Linked DNA regions of Drosophila melanogaster: region 1 is linked to region 2. Evidence: chromatin contacts called from public Hi-C data. All regions are on one chromosome and are shown on one strand. The core of a region is the stretch at or near the end of the contact, and the rest is flanking DNA. Distances in the headings are between cores, read along the strand shown. Region 1 holds the start of MYPT-75D (Myosin phosphatase targeting subunit 75D). Region 2 holds the start of rpr (reaper).

Evidence for each region. Hi-C and Micro-C count contacts between places; a contact is called where the count stands out from the background.
Region 1: a contact with region 2 is called in a Hi-C map of the Kc167 cell line, with 5 times the contacts expected there. A contact is called at or near these places in 3 of 107 Hi-C or Micro-C datasets (the Kc167 cell line, the S2 cell line and wing imaginal disc).

The regions. Positions count from the first base shown.
Region 1 is chr3L:18,621,726-18,628,747 of dm6, forward strand. It overlaps MYPT-75D (Myosin phosphatase targeting subunit 75D), which reads left to right and starts at 4,234. Exons shown (of 9, transcript NM_140792.2): 1 at 4,234-4,351; 2 at 5,140-5,306. bora (aurora borealis) reads left to right here and starts at 967. Exons shown (of 2, transcript NM_140791.3): 1 at 967-1,339; 2 at 1,398-3,026. The coding sequence starts at 1,062. The coding sequence ends at 2,739. It overlaps not (non-stop), which reads right to left and starts at 404. Exons shown (of 5, transcript NM_001300177.1): 1 at 1-404.
Region 2 is chr3L:18,394,468-18,402,000 of dm6, forward strand. rpr (reaper) reads right to left here and starts at 3,968. Exons shown (of 1, transcript NM_079414.3): 1 at 3,068-3,968. The coding sequence starts at 3,768. The coding sequence ends at 3,571.

The DNA of each region.
Region 1 (7,022 bases), core at 2,984-5,483, 230 kb after region 2:
ATTTGTTGTTGTCGCTGCTGCTGCTGCTACTGCTAGTGTTTCGTTCTCGGCCGTTCCCCGGCCCGCTTCTGCACCCACCGCCCACCGTTCCGTTCCCCTGCCGAAGCTTCGGCCACTGCTGCTGCTGCTGCTACTGCTAAATACGCTCGTATTACTATCAACACTATTCTCTTTTGTTTTCGCCCGTTTCGCCGACGACTGCAGCGGCACGAATGCTTTGTCACACTTGCGCTGTTTTCGCCGAATTTTGGCCACTTTTGCGGTTCTTCGCCGGGCGGCCCAATTTTGGAAGTAGTTGGGCTTTTTTTTTGTGAATTTCTGTGATTTTTCGCTTGCTTTTCTTGTTTCTATTTCGCACTGCACGCAAACACATACACACGCGCGCATATGTGTTGGTAGAAGACAGCTGTCAGTGTGACCAGTTGCGAAATCGTACTCAGATGTTGGCATTGGTATTTTTCTAATATAAGAGTATTGAAACATTTAAAACGGAATATTAGTTTAAATAGAAAGTAAACTAAACCATTCAAGATAAAGTTATATTGAAATGGAATCTCTATTCGGGTTATAGGAACAATAAAAGGTTCTAGCAGCCCAAATATTGAAATGCATCCATATTCGGATAATTACGAGCTACTTATTCCTCAAGTTTATAATGGGATACAATTTTGTATACCAGTAACCATTCTTTATTTTTAGACTGGTCCCATTTTATTATAAAACGGTTAAAGTCGCCCAGCTGATGTGTTATCGACAGCAAGCAGCGGGTGGCGCGCAAAATAAAAATACTAAAAGTTAGACGGGAGTCGAAATAATTTGCAGGCACTTTTAGATATGCGAATAAATAAATATTAAGTGACAAATCAGTCGTTAGCACCTTTTTTTCCTTGAACATCCCTCACTTTCGCATTCTGCTTTTCGAATTGCCAACGATTCGATAACTCCGCTGCATCGCTATACAACACTGCTGCATTTGAAAATACCGACATCTGCCTGCGAGTCGCAGCAGGCGCGCTTGTTTTATTTTAAGTCGAAATTAGGCGACTTAGTGACTGAAAAAGATGTACAACGACGAGGTGCGAACGCCGCAAGCCCTCAAGAATCGATACATTACAAATGTGAACGGATTGAAGTGCCGGGCGCGCCGTAACAGCCACTCGAACAGCAGCAACTCGTCGGCGGCGTCGGCAACGCCAACGAATGGCGGCAAAGAAAATGGAAAATACAGCCCCCAGATGTCGGGAAATGTGTGCACCCCGCCCCCGAAAAGGCTGCACAAGGTGCGGAATCCCTTCGAAGGAGCGATGGCCGATCGTTTACACCTGCCACTGATCGCCAGGTGAGTTTTTCGTCTGCTCGAAAAATCCTCTTAACGCGACCCTCTCTTTTCCTGGCAGCCCCTCACTTTTCCGCTCGCGGACACCCCAACTCTCGTCCACCCAGTTCGAGTGGAACATTGACGAGGTCTCCCAACTAAAACCCGCCGACGTGGAGCCCCATGAAACCCAGTTCCACGATTCCCCCGATCCCGAGCAGGAATCCAAGGCCCAGTTGGCCATCAGTGCCTTTTTCAAGGAGTCACTCATTGTGCCCAGTCCGGTGGATTGCCCATTGCGAAAACAGCGCATAATACTCAATTGCAGCGAGGACAACACTCCCATATCGAATAAGTCGCGAAGGATGCGGGATTGCGAGGTGCAAACGGAACTTACTTTGCCGCCGATATTGCCAAAAGCCCTAGAGGATGCCCTGCGTCCGTACTTCCAGCCACATTTGGCTGGCCGCTTGTCTGGCAGGAGCAAGTCAAGTGGTGGTCCCGACATCTTTAATAGTTCCATGCGCCGGAAACTCTTCGATCTGCACAATGTCATTGTTTTGGGCGAACAGGACACGGCAGAGCCATCGAGGTCCATGGTGGGCTCCAGTCCGCAGGGCAAGCAAACAATGTTCGCTGGCAGACTGTCGGATTCCGCATCCGGGGAAAGTAGCTTCGGCTGCCTTTCACCCATTAGAAACCTATGCGGACTGCCGCCTGGCACGCCCGATAATGGTACTTGCTCGGGAAAGAGGAAACTTCTAATGCACGAGCTGGAGCTGCCGTCGCCCATTGCCCCGTCGGAGCATCTCAGTCGGAGATTGGTGCACTCCAAGGTAGAGATCAGCGTTACGGAGCAGCACGACACGTTGTCAGAGCGCACGGCATTGAAGTTCACGCCAGACAGGAGTTCCTCGCCCATGGGCGGCGGACTGGAGCATTCCGATTGCAGCATTAATCAGAGAGTTCGTCGGCTGCGTGTGAATAGCACGCGACAGGTTGTGATCGAGACAGGGGATCAGCCGCTTTTCGAGGAAACTGAGGGGGAGGAAGAGGAGGCTGAATCCGAAGATGACGAGGAGGCGGACGCCATGCAACTATCGACCGTGAGCTTCAACTGCAGCTCTTCCAACTCAGATACTCCGCGCGGACATAAAAGACATCGCTCCGCACAACGCAAGAATCTCTCGCAGTCCTTTAGTGCCAATTTGGAGGAGGAGGCGGATCAGACACAAGGTGGTGCGGGCTCCATCCAGCCAGCAGAGCCACCATCGGTTGCGATGCCACAGCAAGGAGCCAGAATTCCGCTATATCGGGCGGACAGTGGCTTCAACGAGACTTCTAGCACGACCTTTGCCTTCTCGCAGGATCTCCCGCTGGATGTGTCCATGGCCTGCTGCTCCACCCCCTCCACCCGATCTTGACCTCTACCCTTCGCAGTTCTAGATGGTAGCAACTACATATGTTATTTTATAGGCAATCTATGCAATAACTCCTTTTCACAGCCAAAAGAAAGGAGGACTTGTTTTTCAACTGCAATGATCACCCACCGTTTATATATATTTTGTATGCGTAATTGTATGTTCTTATAGAAATCTGCCAAATAGTGAATTAAGTCGTGCGTTTATGTCATTTATAAACTTAACTCAATGCCTTTGTCTAGTTTAGGGTACTTAATAAAAGTCCATTCGATGCCATATTTAATGTAATCAAAAGTTCCGAAGTTGTGTTATTTTCTAGCTGCCTTAAAAACGAAATTACCATTAAATCAGAATTCACATTGGAGGCACATTGGAGAACTATTGTAAGTGGTCATGGACATGGAAGTTGGTTAGCTCAATTTTGACTCCACATTCTGTTTGCGTTGTCCTGTGTAAGATTGAAACATTCGGGTGAGGTAAGGGAAGAATTCACCATGAAGGGTAATAACTTAAAGAAGATACTTTAGGAGATTTCAAGAATTTTCCAATCTTTTCGAACTATGATGATAGGAACTCTTGAGAACGTCAGAGATGGTTCACATCCATATCAACTTGGACGTTTGAATTATTTCAAAAGAAATCGATGATCGGGGTAAGTGCACCCAAAACTGTTAGAAGAAGACTTATGTACATATGTATGACCGTGGTGTTATAAACTTGGCGAAACCCAGGGCGACTTCTAAGTTCATATCGAACTGCGCTGCAGGAGAATCTGTGGATGTCGCTTTAGTGAATGTTCCTGTTCTCCTGGTCAATTCAAAATTGATTTGAATACAACTGGAGATGCTGTTGCATATAAGTTCAATGCAATACATATTCTGGGCAATGCTAGTCCGTTGCGGGCAGTTCGATGTTTTAGAGCTTCAGTGCTGGGTCAATTCTATGAAAATTTTTTATTAAAGTTAATTAATAGTTAAATTTATCAGCATTACTTATCAGTAATCTATTTGGAAGCGGGTTGGGCTCCGTTGTCGAGTTTGCTCAATGAAATCTCGTTTTAATCAAATTTGTTCTTTAAAAATAATGTTTTCGGTTGCGGAAGGGGAGGTGGATTGTGGTGATCTGTCAGGACAAAGACGGGTACTAACTCTGCTGTATGTTTTTTCATAAAAGTCCTGCTATATAGATAGATTCTAGAAGCCCAAATCTTCCTTGTGCGAACTATCTTTTTAGACTATCTTAGATCACCTTCGTACAATTTAATATTAAATAAAAAAATAATAGCTACTTTCTATTTCGGCACTATGCTAGAAAAAATCTGTCCTTGTAAGCAATTACTTATTTTTATTATTTTTAAACAAGTCTGTCTGAAGAATATCGAATTTTCAAATCTACATTTTAATCGATATCTATTCGATATTCGAGACATATCTATCTCATTTCTGTGCAAAACTATCGCAACCTCAACAGCTGACGTTGGCGTACCGTTTAAAAAATTTAGTATATCGCCAAACATCAACGGTAACGCATGTGGCTTGCTCTCGGAAATATTTTTGAGTGTCTGAGTGCGCACGCGAGAAGAACTGTCGGCATTTGAGAAGCGATCAGCAGAAATGTAATTGTTTGTTTTGGGGATCGAATCGAGTGGCTGTTATACTGTCACATTTATGCTACTTTTCCAAGCTGCGGTCCTTTTTTCGCGTTGCTTGGGTCACGACAAATTATGGTAGCTCGCCAAACAAAGAAATCAATTTAACCGAAATGTTTCGTACGTACGATCAGCGGAGATTTCTGCACTAATTTTCACCTGTGGTGTTTGTGTGTGCGTGCGTGAGTTCTGTTATAAATAGCGAAAGAGAGGAGGAAAAAGCAGATCGCTTTTTGGGCCATAAAAATGCCGAAAGAAAGTGCGGAGCGGGATAAATAATAAAAAAAAAATATTTGTTTGTGGGCCAACAAAATAAATTAGAACAACTCGTAAATAAGTCGGGCGCCAGAGGAAACTCTGTAAAAATAAACGAAATGAAATAAAATAAAATTAAATTCGCAAACGCAGCCGCGCGGAAATGTGCAAATTGATGGAAAATTAAAAAGGCAAAAAGTAGCAAATCAAAAAAAGAAAAAGGAAAAATTGCAAAAAGAATTCCTGTTACAAGAAACCAGTTCCTAACTCCCCCACCCACCTCCTATCTTCTCCTTTTTTTCTGGCTGCATCCGTTTTGAGCGAAAGTTTCTACTCCACTGTGCGAAATGTGTGCAAACAAGTTGGCCAGCTGTTTGCCGAGCGGGGAGGATGGAGTGGCCAAGATGGGGAAATGCGGAAAAATCTAGCCAATTAATTGTGCCGTGAAAGTGTGCGCCAAGTCAATTTCTATAATAAATACAATTTTTTACAATTTGCAGTCGGTGCCTTTTGTGCGCTTCAATTCGACTCGATTCCGATTCGTTTCAACTCGATTGAAAGCAACTTTGCAATCGAAAAATAAAGCCAACTAACAAAAACGGAAAGTCTCGCCTTGCAATTGGACTTGAATGGCTCTAAAGGCCTTTTTTTCGCACCCGGACTCGAGGTAAGCCTGTTTAATTTTCATGCCGACTTCGCATTTTAAGGCAGGCGACAAATTATTTGGGTATCGTTTGCAACGACACGTTTCGTTAACTTGTATGCATGCGATTCGTTTTAGTGGTCACAAAAACATTACCAATATTTCAAGTAGAAACTTGAAAAAGTAAAAAATTGTTTAATTGATTTTTTTTTTCGATTATAATGGTGCTATTTTTGCTTGAATTTAGCTGATCGATGCCGTAAAACCTCTTCTCAGTTAAATTTTACACACTTGTAATTGTTAATTGGTTTAAAGAGTGCCAAATTGAAAATATACACGATTCTAAGAGTCTAAATGGAGTATTTTCTATTTAATATTGGGAATTTTATAATTGGGACTGACTGGAAATATTATTTGCAAGTAAGATATTTAATGATCTCAAACTTTCTGGATAGATCATAAACCGTACAGTGTTGCAAACTGCAAGTAACACTGGTGTATGAGTGCTTTCTGCACTAGTTAGAACGGGATAGGGCAATCAAGAGTGTAAACAACAGTTAAATGTTGTTTAACTCGAATCCGGCGACTGCTTTCGTCACATGTTTTGCGCCCGCAGTTCCACTCTTTTTCGCCCTTTGTCGACGAGTTTTGTGCCTTATCGCAACCCTTGTTCGTTTTTTTTTTTTTTTTGTATTCTTCTTGCCGTATTAAATGGCCGGTTCTGCTGCGGCTTTTGTATAACTTCCGCTATTGTTATTATTTTTTAGTTGTTCGTTGTTGGAAGAAGTGTAATTAAACAGTGGAGTGGTCACGGTGGCTGGGGAAGGGGCGCGGCGGAGGTAACCCTGCAGCAGCAAATGCAGCAGCCGCCGTCTCACGGGAGTTGCCACCTCGAAAACCGGTTACAAATCATTAAACTAAAATTCTGACTCGCCATCCCGCTCGCACCGTGCTGCCTCTCGCTCCCACCTGCACGCCTCACTGCACAGTGGCACATGCAAGTGCAACTTGTTGCAGCAACTGTTGCCGCCGCCGTCCGTGTTGCATGTTGCATGCTGCTGCGAGTGCACTTTCATTAGACAGACGAATTGAAAGATTTATGAATAGAAAGAAAGTGTGTGGTGGGGAACAGGTCTAAAACAAATCCATATTTTATCAATAAAATTAAGACCAACCGATTTCCGAGGCACTTATAAAGTGGGCTAATTAACAAAAATTTACTTGAGCAGGTTTTTCGGAAATCGTAAACAGTGCGGACTATATTATATTATACAGAGCAACAAAATGCACCTGTTGTGAAAAATATTTAAGTTATTTATAAATTTTATTAAGATATAGTAAATTCCTTATAAACATTTTAATTATTATATTACAGGGTATTACAGACTTTTGCAGAGCATCTCAACTTCTTTATCAGCATTTAGCTGAGCTTTCCCGTTTTTCCTGTTTCGGTTGCAAAAAAAAAAAAAAAAACTAATTCAATTTGTCTAATATTCAAAATCGAAAGAGGGAAAAACTCGTTTATCGGCATCCTTGTGACACACTGACATCTTTAGCTAATCTCGGGCCCTCCCCCTTTTCCTCCTCCGCCTCACCGCTCCCATCACACTTTGCTTAATTAATTCTGTTTTCGGTTTTGTGTGCCGCCACCTATCAAAGCACCCCATCCCCCCCCCCCCCTCGGTTCCCAATCGCCCCTCGCACAAACGATCGTTGCTGGCCCCGTCATTTGCATTGATT
Region 2 (7,533 bases), core at 2,718-5,217:
CTATTAGCTCGTAATCTCGGGTTCAAGCTGCAAATAGAAAAACTAATTAAAATGTTCGACCGGCTTGATGAATGGTCTGCGACTTCCTATAAGCAGACGACACACATCCTGATAGCGAATCCACCCTGTAATTAATACGATTTGAGTGAGTGTTTTCCATCATCATCAACATCATCTTGCGTGATTTGCTTCACCACCGTTGCGGAAAAGTTTCCTTTTACCTAAATTCAAGGCATATCCTGACTGCGAATGGCGGTCACGCATCGTCCTCTTGTCATAATTTTTTCTTATTTCGCTTCTCCACCAAGTTTCCTATTAAATATTCAAGCGAATCTGGAGGATGTCAGCTCGGGCCTTCCTCTTAATGACATTTCAATAATTAATGTGCTCGCTGCTTTCTTTTTTCGCCGCTAGCCTCGTTTCCTGGCTGCGTGTGCGTGTGTCCTTTCGTCCTGGACTTTTCGACTCCGACTATCTGACTAGATATCATCAATCAAAAGTATATTTTTAAATGCTTCGGTTCTTTTGGCGAGCTCCTGCTGTCGCGGCTTATAAATGATGTTTTTGTTGAGCACTTCTTCCTTTTTTGATTACATTTTCGAGCACGCCGATTTTTTTTTTTCTTTTTATTTTTCCAGAGGTTACACTTTGATAATTTCAAGCATCTAATCCAATTTCCTTCTGCGTACAATTTTCCTCCATTTGCACAACTGTCATAATAGACGAGGTGGAATTTCGGTGGAGTTTTCCAATTGATTAGACGACAAGCACACGCACAGGCCTTTGGCTAATCCTTGGGCAAGGACCCTTGCTATCATAATTTCGGAACAGGAGCATTTCTACTTTGTCCGACCTAATGACATTAGTCTGCGTGCCATTAGTTCATGGCTGATTCGATTCGATTTGATTTAATTATATTCCATCGCTTTCTGTCATAAAAACTTGAAGGGATATTGAAAGAATTAACCACAAAGATTGCCAAAGAGTATAGTCTTGGGTTTCCTAGTCACGAGAAATGAAAAGTAAAGGAAGCCCCAACAATATTTGAAAACGCAGAAAGATTCCAAATGTTTACTTGAAATAAAGCGAATATGAACAAAATGGCAATGATCCGCCGTCTTTCAACAAGGCATCCCAACTTCGGACTGTTAAATTTTCGATTTGGTTTGGGAATTTGCCAGTGGACCCTTTTTTTTGGGTCTTCATTAATTTCTGCACGAGTATCCGCAGAATCGGACTATTTGTGTTCCTTCCTACCTTTTACCTGTTCTATTCAAACAAAAAGTATGGAACGAAAAATTGGCTAACATGCCAGACAATTATGTGGAAGGTAAGCAGAGCGATGGAACCACAAACGGATAAAGATCAGTCAAGGCTAAGACCCCAAACATAAAAAAAGGGCTGCACCTCTTGACCGAAAATAGTTCTTGGAAATTTATGGATAAAGTTTTGTTTTGATTCGAGTTCACTTAACTCTAAGCGGGCTCCATTGTATTTTTTGCATCTTTTTGGCATTATTAGAAACACTTTTCGAACTAATTAACAGCAGAGACAGAAATAAAAGTTTGGAAGAATTTGCTGCTAGGGATTAAATGCTTTTCGTCTGTGATTTTTACAGCACTTCGCTTACAAATCGCTCGACGTTTGGCGCAGCTTCAAACATAATCATAAACTTGTGTTAATTATTTTTCATATGCCACTCCGGCTGGCGTGGGCAAAAGTTTTATCTGTTTAACGTTAATTAGTTTTGTTTGGCAAAGTGAAATTTCTGATTTCTTTTTGCGCGAGCTTTGCCAACTTTTATTAACTTTTTTCGGGCAATCAAAGTGAATTGAACTGCAGGATGTGCAAGGATATGGCAGCTGCATAAGTGCAAAAGTTTAATTAAAAGTCCTGGCCGCGTTCGCGGAACACAGAGTCATATCCTTCGAGCTGATGACGAGACCCTCAAGAATTGCACATCGAATTTTTCCCTGCCATTTGGCGCTTGCCAAAATTAACTTAAAAATGCAAATTGTTTTGTTAGCACCTAATTTTTTGAAATTATAGAGGGGAAAAGATGTCAAGACTGCCGTAGGGGCAACTCCCCCGCCTGCTCTCTCTTGTTACAAAGTTTCTGCATCGAAAAATCTTGGCAAATATTTTTGTATTTCCTTTTTGCATAATTGAATTTTCTTTGTGTGTTTTCTTGCTGCCGTTTGTGTTGAACAATGTTGTCGGAGTGGCTGAAAAGTTTTTCTCAGAGTGGAAAAGTTGGACTAAAAGACTCATTCTCCCTTAACTTTGCACATTCCAAGAAATTGGGAATTCATTTTTTTATATTAAAAATAAAATATCTAATGGTAGAAGTGGTATTATTATATAGAATTATAATATTCATACATATCCTAATTCAATTGATGTGATTGATCTTAACAATATTCCAGTTTTTGGAGTTGATCTAGCCATGTCTAAATATACATATCGATAAGATATCGAAAACTAAAGAACAATGAAGTTTAAATAAATCTATTGTCTGGAAAGTGACTAATAAAAACGTGGTTTAACTTTCTACAACAAATAGTTTATATCAAAACTAAAAATAATGTGGTTAAGATTCTATTATATGTAATACCGATTTATAATTATATTCGTTCTACAATAATTCAAGAAATTAGCTTGCATTAATATTATTATAACTAAATTATTATTATTATTATAATTATTATTATTATTATTATTTCCGGCAATATCAATCTTAATATTTTATTAAGATATATTTCAAAGCGGACTCTGTCACCGAACGCCGGAAATCAAATGAAAAACTTTTTCAAAACAAAAAAAAATCTTTAACGTTTCCTAACCAAACACATGTAAAATAATTTTCACAACCACCGATAATTTCACTGATTATTAAACAGCCTTCTAGAAAGTTCCTTTTACCGTCGGCGAAATGAAATAAAAAATGTGCTTGTTCCAAACTCAGTTTTTCGAGACATCATCTTAGGCTTTCTTCGCTTTTTGTATCTAAATCTTATAAATGGTAATCTGAAAATATTTAAGTAAATGAAAAACCAACAATTTTTTTAGTTTTTGTTTTTGTTTTATTGACTTTTTGTTTGACAAAAAATTGATGCAATTTTTAGCCAACTTCGACTCATCTTCGTTTTTTTCTGGGGTTTCTTCTTAAAAAAAACTTAGAAAAACTCGTCTTACAAAAGAACTTACAAACTATTACAGTAGTAATTCATTTAAATAGGCTTTAAGAGTAAATTATTTCTAAAAAAGTTGATTTATATCATTGAAACATTTTTGTAAAAAATTGGGGACTTTATAAAAACGTTATTTTTTCAAATTTTTCCTCCGCTTTTTTGTAGAAACAAAACCATTATCACAATCGCTTTGATGAGTAAACTAAAATTGGGTGGGTGTTGTGGCTCTGTGTCCTTGACTGCAGTAGAAATCGAGTGCCGTCGGCTGATGAGTGGTGACTGTGTTTGGGTTTTGGGTTGGCTCATGCTTATTTCCTTTGTACTCTGGATTTTGGACTGGACTATTGGTTTTCCCCGTATTTGTTAGTTACTCGAATCCTCATTGCGATGGCTTGCGATATTTGCCGGACTTTCTTCCGGTCTTCGGATGACATGAAGTGTACTGGCGCAGGGTTTCCAGGACGACGGTGGCCAGGAATCTCCACTGTGACTCCCGCAAGCGAAGGATCTGCTGCTCCTTCTGCTCCGCCTCCCGCAACAGAGTCGCCTGATCGGGTATGTAGAATGCCACTGCCATTGTTGGTTTATCTTTCTTCTCGTTCGGAATTACACAACTGGTAGTGACTCAATAACTTTCTCTTCTGCACAATGAATATTTATCGAGTTAGTTCTTTGTTGCTGGCGCACACACTTTTCTTTCGTATTTTCGAGTTCGTTCACTTTGTTCTGGTGTCTCTCTTATTCAATGATTTTTTCGAGATGCGTTCGCTGCGATGGTTGCTTTTCAACTGAATATATTGAGTAGTGCTCCGAGGCTATTTATACCTGGTTCTCTCACGCCGCCTTGTTCTCTGTTTTTCTGGTGGTGGCTGCTCATTTTGGCCTTCTTCGCTCTTCGGCTCTCTGGCTGGGGTTTTTTTGTTTTGGTATTTCTGTTGACATCGTCTCATTCGCAGCTCCCAAAAAAGTACTACTTTTCATCGTGAGCGGGGGCGGGGCCACCTTGCGCCTGTTGCCAAGCGTGTTTTTGTATGAGGTTGTGTTGTTGTTGCCAGGTTGGTGGCAGCGCCTTTGTTGTAACTGTGTGCGGCGAGAAGTACAGTTAGCATATTAATTGTATTAAATCGTCGGGGCATGACAATCGTTTCTCATCAAGGAGTTCGACAGAGAAAGACATACAAGAGTTGCTTCACGACTAAAGTTTGGAATACCCTCTAAGATTAACATTATTTACACTAGCTACCCATTAGTGATTAGCAACTAAACTAAGCCGGATACCTGATAACAGCCAAGTACAACCATCTAGCCGGTTTCATATTAATCCTTCGAATTTCATTTCTTAAATATTAAAAATATTTATTTTCATCTATGTCAATCAGCAAAAAGTCCTTTTAGCTATTACCGCCAGTATATTTTCTATAATATGATTAAATTCTTGAATTGTAATTAATAAGAAAATTCCAACTAAAAATGATGGAAAAATAAAACCAATATTTTTTAGGTTGGACACATTGATGCTATTAATAGTACAACATTTAAAGTACAAACTATTTACATAATTAAGCAGAATAGCTTCTTGTAAGGGTATTATAACAAGTGGGAGGCGGATTCACTTGAAATATGGGCAAGTGGGCAAGGAAGAGTTCCGTTCCATTTCTTGAATTATTTTCTCTCTTTTCCATGGACCAGCCCACCTGCCATATCTAGATAGATCCCTCTTTATCAGTATCTCGCGCTCTACAAGTGTTTACACAATCATCCGAAGCTTCCGACTAAGAATTATGACAATGTCATAAATTAAAGGCCATATACAGTATATTGACAACAATGGGCTCGTCCCATTATATTTCGTGTGCAATTTTATTCATTTTCATTAGAGCGGAACCAGACGGATATGATATGATACGATATGAATGTTTTCGTTGGAAATCATACACGAAAATTTCCCTGCGGCTTAAAGTATTATTAATTGCCTTCCTGATGGATATGATATCCGAACAATGTATTCTTCCAACATATAGGAAGCTTATTGAAATTATCTTTAATAATATATATTCTGCATTATTATATATAGGTCGTTTACATTTTAAATCTCAACTGAAACTTTCTCTTTAATGACGTAAATACATATTTCATCATTTTTCATCGTATCTAAGTCGGATTACCCATAAACATACTATTGTTTTGTTCTTAATTTCGTTATGATGTTTAAATAAATTTCATATATATATGTAATAGAAAATTAGCTCTTGAAACTCCACCTGCATAATTCTAAAATCTTTTACCCCACCCAAAGAACCGCGATGAGTTTTAAGTTCCATTCAAACTCCACCCACAAAGCCGTAGTACCGTAATACCGTACCCACACACAGGCAAACAGCCGAATCTTACGACGTGCGTCTCAAGTGTTTCCACTGTGATAGAGAATAGCCATCACTTTGGGGGATGTTCTGCGTCATCGTCTATAGCGACCACCTCTCCACAGCTCTGATGTCTAGGTCTATTGTTGAAGGAACTACTCTACTTTCCTCGGCCGGGCGTGCTCGTTCTCTTTCTTTCACACTGCCGTCCTAGTCGCACAGCAGAACCATTCGACTCTATAGTTATTTTTTCATGAGTCTTTTCTTTCCGGGTTCGCGTCAACACACACATACAACATATATAAATCCGGGACAGTTGGGCGTGGCTTACGTTCTAACAGCGTTTTCTGCTCCAGCGGGCAAAAAGAGGAAGCCGAAAAATGGGCATTCCCTCTCTTTCGCACGTTTTGGGGGACGACCAATGTGGTTCAAGTTGGAAATTTATGTTTTGGGTCTGCTTTCGTTTTCTGGGGCGGAGTTTAGGTTGGGACCTTTTTTATGTAGCTGAATCATTGCCAAGAAGGGTGGAGCCAGAAAGGGCCTTAAGTTAACCGAAACATGGCTAACGTTATCCCTTAAATGTATGTCCTTCGCGGTAACCTGCGGTAATTTGCGCATCAGTCATAATTGAGGCTGTCGAATGTCAATTAGTTCGATGATTATCCTCTCAAGGCCTTTATCACAGACTTCATTCAGTTTTTCTTTCCTTAAGATTCTGATCTAAATCTCTAATTGCCCAATGAGGCGATATTTTCAAAGTAACAGATAGTTATCTACGATTTTGGGTACTTGTATTTTCTTAAGGGATAATGCGGGTAATTATTGTCATTTTTATTCAAATAATGCATGCCTCCGGTTGGGGTGCAACAGGCAAAGTCGAATCTCGACTTGTTTAATAACCCATATATCATTTGCATAGATAACTGCCTGACTTTCAATTTAACTTGTGTCTTGTGGCCTATTGAGTTTGTCAAATTGGATTATGTTTCTTCGATTGAGTTTTCAATCTACATGTTAAATGACCCACATGATACGATATTCATTCCTGGGAAGTGTGTCAATCGAATTTTCGATCTACCCGGAAGTTTGCCGATCCTGTTTCTGATTGGGATTCCAGAAATTCACTTTACATTTCATGAGGCATCCAACGTGATATTCCCAAATGAAAGCAAATTTTTAGCGATAATTTCATCAGTTTTTTTTTCTTACTCCTCTCCGCAGCTTGTGACGTGTCTCTGTCTTTGTCTGGGACTGCCTCAAATCGGTATGTCTTACATATCACACATTGTACGTACATATACAAAACATTCGTAACATTCACGAATGCTAATGAGTAATATCAACAATGCGATAACTTGCGCAATTCCCCTAATTTTTGCTTTTATTTTATTGTACCGTTTTATAGGGTATCTACAATCATTCTTGGCAAATAAAAGAAAAGAATTAAATACTAGATTGGCAATCATCTCTTTGTACCTTTATGATCAAACTGCTGTGTCATGCACAATACTCATCGTATAATCCGTACTTCAACCAAATCTACAGGTTGTTCATTATTAAATTGTTAGCTATTAGTTCCAACCGTATAATAACAATTTAGTGCAGTAGTTTCAGCTTTCTCTCGTTCCATTTCATTTGTAATTCTACTATTGGATCATTTATGTTATATTCAGTGGATAAATTGATAGCTTTTACATTACAATTTATTTTAGACCTATATTTTAAATTTTCCTATATATTCCCTGCATTACCCATTATTTAAATATTAAACGAAAACCGTTGGAGTAAAGTTGCAGGATTGGAACCTCCTTCCTCTATCCTTATATGCAGTAATAAAATAATTGGGCCGAAATCATCACTCATTCTTAAAGTTTCCTCTCAGTCAGGTTGCTCCCCCCGCCCCCAGCCAATGCTTAATAATATTCCAAGAATTGCGCAACGTTCTCGAACAGAATATTGTCATCTCTTTGTTGCTCCCGCAC